Linked DNA regions of Sus scrofa: region 1 is linked to region 2. Evidence: chromatin contacts called from public Hi-C data. All regions are on one chromosome and are shown on one strand. The core of a region is the stretch at or near the end of the contact, and the rest is flanking DNA. Distances in the headings are between cores, read along the strand shown. Region 1 has its middle 80 kb from the start of FAM184A. Region 2 has its middle 370 kb from the start of MAN1A1.

Region 1 (3,237 bases), core at 203-2,702, 560 kb before region 2:
TTTAGAAAGATCAAAGATGAGGTTTCCTGGTGGTTCAGCAGATTAAGGATTGGGCTTCATCGCTGATGCAGCTTGGATTCGATCCCCGGTGCCGGGGGAACTTCCTCATGCTGAAGAAAAGAAAAGAAAAATCAAGGAACGAGGAAATAAGTATAGAGCCTCGAGTTGGTTTAGCATTCTGCGGATTGGATGACCGGATGGACTGCTTTTTCTGATCAAGTGGAGCCTTTATTGGCACTTGAAAGTACAGGTTCATGTCCATAAACAGCTCTATCACTGATCCTTCAGTTACTCCTTTGGGTCCATCTGATTCCTGCTGAGACTGACTAATACAGTGCGTGCCCGGAGAAAAAAATATCGGGGAGAACCAAGGGGCTGGGAAAGGACAGGCAATACAAAAATTACAAATCACAAGGTGATTGATATACTTTGGCTCTCTGACCCACTGACTGGAATGTTTAGCAGGAAAGGCCCAACAGTTGTATTGACTAGCTCCTGTGGCTTTTTATTTTTAACAGTCTGCAAGTCTGGTCAAAAAGACATCACGCTGTGTATTCATGACCATGATTCTGGTCCACAGGTAAATGTGGACCAGCTATTAGGAGGAGTTACACATTGGAGATTTTGTCCAAAATGATGATATTAAGAACAATGATAGCAGGAGTAAGAGTGATGGCTAACATGTACTGTTTATAATATTGCTGGGCATCGTGCTAAATCTTTTCTGTATCATCTTCTTGCATCCCCACAACAGCTCCATGAAGCAAACACCCTAATTTACAATGAGGAAATCCAACTTGGAGAGGCCAAAAATTTGCTTAGGTACTCTGCCACCCCAGTCCTGCATTTGCAGCACCCCTCCCCTTTCCAAATCACGGCCACTGCCTTCCCAGGAAATCAAATACAGTTTCTCACCAGGATAGGAGAAGGTCCCCAAACTCTCATTAGAGGTGCTGAGATACCCTGTGGAATAGTGCCAGCCTCTGTTTCATGTCTCTTGCCTCCCTCAGCTGCCCTCAAAATGGGTCCCCTACCACCACCACCATCACCATTACGTTACCATTACCACAACCACAGCCACCATCATTACCACCACTGTAGCCACTTCCTCCTCCTTCTCTGGAAGCTTAAATTCTTCCAAGAAACTTCCTCATCCAATCCTGACTAAGGCGGCATTACGATGACTCCCCGTGGGTCAATTTCCTCTTTGCTGCTGCCTGTCTACACGGTCAGGTCCAGCTGCTCGGTATCTTCTTGCCCCACCCCTGCTCTGCCCCCAGGGTCTTCTCAGCCCTGGCTTTCCCCTCCCCCAGCACCACCCTATTGCTGCCTGTGTCAGTTAGAGGACTAGCCAGCTCTGTTCTCGCCCAACACAATCCTGTGCGCATCAGTCCCTCTCCTTGCCAGGCTGGGCTCCCGCGGAATTTTGGAACAAATTGACAAGTGACCACATGATGGCGCTATAAAGCTGCCAATGCTCTTGCAGAGTCGGCAAAGTGAGAAGCTCCGGAGAGTCAGGATCTGGGTTTTTCCGTTTTTGTCAACGTCAGAAAACTGAAAACTAGTAATGGTAAACAACCTCCAGAAAAATCTTAATATTATTTTGCCAAGGACTATTCCTTGTCAATGGAGTTTCTGTTTGTCACTGGCCAAACATCATCTCTCCTTTCTCAGCACACATCCTCACCTCCCAAGGCTCTCTTTGCCCTCAGTACATGTACATTTCTGTCCTAAATAGTCTGCCAGTTGCTACGAACCCAAAAATACACACACAGAGATTTAGAAAGATTAAAATGTTTTACCTAAGCAGGAGTGAAATAATTTCTCCTTTTGTTTTGGTTCATGATTATGCTAAATAGCTAGAAGTCTTTTTTTCCTCCCTTTTCACACGCGTAGCTGGGCAAATATGCACAAATAAAAAACTGCCCACATCTAGAAAAATCCCTCAGCTGCCCTGGCTGATTAGTCATTACATATTTACATAGCACAGGCAAGGTTGCCCAAGTAATCACACAAACATTTGCTATGTTCCTGTACCTTCCCTGGGGTGATTCAAATTCTTAGGAACTGAGATTTGTTTTGTGCTCACTTTTAAAAACAGCATGGGCAAGATTTACTTGAACTTCTTATTTTTTATGTGGCCAATTGATATCCTAATGTCCTTTGAGGTCTGTGTCAAAGACAGCAAAACGCAGTGGGAGAAATACATCTTCAGGATCTAGGTTGGGGAGGGGAATGACCTGAATCCTGGCTCCATCCTTACTTTATTTGTGACATTGGCCAAAAGTTCTCAATGTCTTTGACCTTTAATCTGCGTCTCTGTGAACCGGGGTAAAGAGAAAATGACTTCCGAGGTTGTTTGGGGGGATTCAGTGAGATAAGGTACATATGCCTAGGTGTTCCATCATTAGTAGCTAGCACTCCTGCAAGTAGATAGGACGATCACAGAGCATAACCTATGGTCTGGTGACTGAAATGCTGGGAAAGTGCCTCATGCTCTTGGGAAACCCCATATGGTGATGAAGAGCATCGTTGTTTGAGTCAAACTGTTAGATTCAAACCCTCGTTCTGCCATTTTTGTGCAGTAGATGAATTTGGAAAAGGTAAACAAATCTTTTCAAGCCTCCATGTCCCAGTTTATCCTAGTGACCATTACGGCCCTTACGACACTGAACGAGGTAATACACGGACTGTAGGTTGAATTGTGTCCCCCCAGTAATGCCCAAGTCCTAATCCCCAGTACCTGAAAAGGTGACCCTTATTTAGTAATAGGGTCTTTGAAGATGGTCCAGTTAAGATGACATCGTTAGGAGGGCCTTAATCCGAGACAACTGGCATTCTCACAAAAAGAGGAAATTTGGACAAAGATGCTCACACAGGGAGAATGCCAAGTGCAGATAAAGGGAGAGATGGGGTGATGCATTATAAGCCAAGGATGCCACATGTGGCCAATACACCCCCAGGAGCCAGGAGAGTGGCACAGAACAGATTCTTCCTCACAGTCCTCAGAAGGAACCAACCCCATAGAGACCTTGATCTCAGAATTTTAGCTTCCACAGCTGTGAGGTGATACATTTTTGTTAAGCCACCCAATCTGTGGTACTTTGTTCTGAAAGCACTCCCCCCAAAAAAAAAAAACTAAGACAGTGTTGCTGCACTAAATATACAAAAGCAGATTCCAATCAAGCTGCTGTTTAGATTTTGAAAACATTTAAAAACCTTGAACAAAGCATAAAG
Region 2 (3,338 bases), core at 683-3,182:
AGAGGAGGTTGGGGACAAGAGGACTGAGCCATTTGTGTCAGTAGAGAAATAGAGATAGTGTTTCTTTTTTCCTTCACTAAAGCACATTTTAAAAAAAAGTCATAGATTGAGACTTGCATCTTTTGTCACTTCTTAATTCTTTTCTTCATACTTAATAACGTTACACAATAGTGCAAACCATAGACAGAAAGCACAGTCTAACAATTTTACTACAAGAAATGGCTTTGGAACTTTGTTTCCTGTTTCTTTTCAGTGAAGGAAAGGGTGTTATCATTTGAAATTATTCCTTGAAAAATGTATTTAGTTATTGTTCTTTTAGTCATATGTTAGAAAAATAGGTACAAAACTGCATGTACACACACACACACACACACACACAGCAAGCGCTACAGAACAGCTTTGTTAGTGAAACTTATCATTTGACTCTAATTTCCAGCTATCACATTTTGTTCCCTAAATTCATTCTCACAGGAAATAAGAAAATAGCTTTACTATGGAGAATTAACAACAGTAATTTTAGTGTGACATTTCTCTCCTATGTGTTGAAAATGGCACCAGAAGTCACCTCTGAACTGCAGACTTAGAGTCAGCTTAGGTTTTTTGATTTTTGTTTTTAATTGGTTTGTTTGCTTGCTGACTTAGGGCCATGAGTTTTCTAGTTTTTTTTTTTTTTTTTTTTTTCTTTTTCTTTTTCTCTTTGGCTGCCCTGTGGCATGAGGAGTTCCTTGGCCAGGGATCAGATCCAAGCCACAGTTGCAACCTAGGCCACAGCTTTGGCAACACTGGATCCTTAACCCACTGTGCCAGGATGGGGATCGAACCTGCATCTCAGAGCTCCAGGGATGCTGCCAATCCCATTGTGCCACAGCAGGAACTCCTCTTAGTTTCATTCTAAATGTTTAGTACTTACTGTGAGCAGTAAGAAAGAGAGGAGTCCTCTGTGCCTCATGTGTCACTTTTGTGATGAGGCAGGGTCCAAAACTCGAAGGTAAATAATAGCTTTTGCTCATCGTAACTGCTTTCAAATGTGAACATACTTTGACAGGCTAAATACATGGTTGCACATAGATTTGAATTGAACTAAATATATGCTTGGGATAGCTAAAATTCCCTGAAAATTGTGTATACATTTATGGTGTGTGTGTGCACGTGTGTGTTTAATTGTGGCAGTACTGAAAACTGATGGAGACTTGTTTTATTTATAAGAGGATCTCAGAAACAGATCTTTGGGGAGGGGGGTCGTGTGAAACTGCATATTCATAAAATTCTGTTCCCATCAGTAAAGAAGAATATTACTCTTATTCCAACTTTTCCTTACTTCGTCTTTAGAAGAAAAAGAAGGAGTAGCAGGAAGTATGAGGGTTGGGCTATGTTAGCCTTTTTATCTTTATGATGATGAGGCCACAAGTGCCTACCATTACAGTTCTGCCAGGTGCTTGAATAATATGAATCTGCTTGGATGTTTAGTGGAAATAGTGTTTTTCTTCAGAGGGAGTGTAGTTAAACTATGCACTTCCTCCAGTTCCACCGTGTTTGTTTTTGTGTAAAGATTCTTTCGAATATAGTAGGTGCTTTCTTGGTAAGCAAAGCATTCTAATATGTGAACTGCCTTGATCTTTGCTAGCTGTTCTGTGTACTAGCTGTGCTAGCGGTTAGTGTGCCAGGAACTGCAAATAAATCAAAGCTGTGATTAGTTTCCAGTGATGAGAGCACCAGTGCTCTGCCTCCTGCGTGATCATTTTTACAGCACAACTCTTATCCCTTAGTTTACTTATATCCACTAATTCATAGGCATAAGGTTAAATTACCAGTCAATGCTTTAAATTGAAAATGGGAAGGGATAAAACAGCAAAGGAAAGAAAATGTTCCAGTTTGAGAACCTCCTGCATACTGACCTGTGGTCCTTTGCAATGTTTGCTTTTGTGCAGAGAGTAAACTGATCTTTCTCTCCTGAAATGTAAAAACATGTTCAAGTAGAAGAGTAAACAGTGGGTTGCACTAGGGTCTATTTTTATTTCTGAATTAAAACTAAATTGGTTTTATCACATGTAAGAGCTCTTTTCATTTTACATTTTAAATCAAGTATTGTGACTGCTCTAAGTAGAAACCAGATAGCTTGTCAAGAGAATAATAACCTGATAAACTTCGTTTAAACAAAATAGACTCTTAGGCATAGTTATATATAAATATAACATTGTCTCCATATTTCTCACCTTATCTTAGATGATATATTCAGTAGGTGTTCAGTAGGAAGGTTTAGAGTGTAGAATTTCCTAGGCGGTCTGTGAAGTTGTTGATGTGATGTATTGGAAAAGATAATTTAGCTCTTCATCTCAGTTCTGAACTTTTTCTATTTAGCTCAGCAAGCTGGCTCCATTTCGTTTTCTTCCCCTACTCAACTGAGAAAATAGATTTGGAAATTAACTAGGTACTCTGGGTTATTTCAAAGATCAAGAAAGACAATTTTGTTTTCATTTCTCATAAATGATACATAACATTTGGAAAGTAGGAGAATGATAACTGAATATGGTCATGACAAATTTAAATATTATATTCAGGATTGAGATTGAAATGCAGCTAAGGAGGAAAATCCTATAGACGCTCAAGATCTGAGGCTTCAGAATTAACCGAATCCCCAGTGCATCTTCCTTATTGACTAGAGGAAATTGTATGGTATTCTCCTTCTTTACAAGGCTTGACAATTTATTGAATTGCTACCAAATCTTGTAGAAGGTAAGAGGAACTTCCCAGAGGCAATTATACTGCATTTTGCCACTGAAATTTTCTAAGTTTCTCCCTTGTGTGATAGGGTTTTAAATGAAACTAAGGAAAACAAAATGTTAAAATAGGCCATAATGGTCTTGCCTAGAATTTGTGCATATTTACAGGGTTTGAGATTGGTGTTGAAATGTAGATGTCTCAGAATATGGCTTAACTGACACATGACAGATGGTCCAAAGCCAGAAGAGAAAGGCTCAAGGAGAGGTGGTCAAGGGTAAGGCTGATTCTGGGAAGAGCTGAGCAGCTGTTTACTGCTTGTGTTAACACTGATCATTAGTACAGCCTCTTTTTCATTCTGCCACATTAATTTGTTATTGTTTTCACTTTTGTGATGATTCAACTAGGCTCTTTATTAGAAAGGATGATATCTGAAAAAAGGTTTATTGAAAATGCTCTGAAATTATTAGATTGAACTAAATATATTTTCAGATAGGACATTAATGCTCTGTATCACACATTAGTTTAAAAATTTGAAAATTGATTTTTTATTATCCTTTGTAATGCTGTTGAGACATGTCACTGTGTTTTGCTATTAGAATTCAATGAAAAGGGGCTCC

The links. Hi-C and Micro-C count contacts between places; a contact is called where the count stands out from the background.
Region 1: a contact with region 2 is called in a Hi-C map of liver, with 6 times the contacts expected there. The contact joins two enhancer-like sites. A contact is called at or near these places in 5 of 47 Hi-C or Micro-C datasets (embryonic fibroblasts, epiblast stem cells and liver).

What each region holds. Positions count from the first base shown.
Region 1 is chr1:42,921,921-42,925,157 of Sscrofa11.1, reverse strand. No RefSeq gene overlaps it. Among named protein-coding and RNA genes, the nearest start is that of FAM184A, 80 kb to the left of the region's middle. Within about 2 kb of position 1,452, at least 21 of the 83 cell types and tissues checked have an H3K27ac peak or open chromatin away from gene starts, as enhancers often do. A contact at or near this core is called in liver, where this site is marked.
Region 2 is chr1:42,362,690-42,366,027 of Sscrofa11.1, reverse strand. No RefSeq gene overlaps it. Among named protein-coding and RNA genes, the nearest start is that of MAN1A1, 370 kb to the left of the region's middle. Within about 2 kb of position 1,932, at least 3 of the 83 cell types and tissues checked have an H3K27ac peak or open chromatin away from gene starts, as enhancers often do. A contact at or near this core is called in liver, where this site is marked.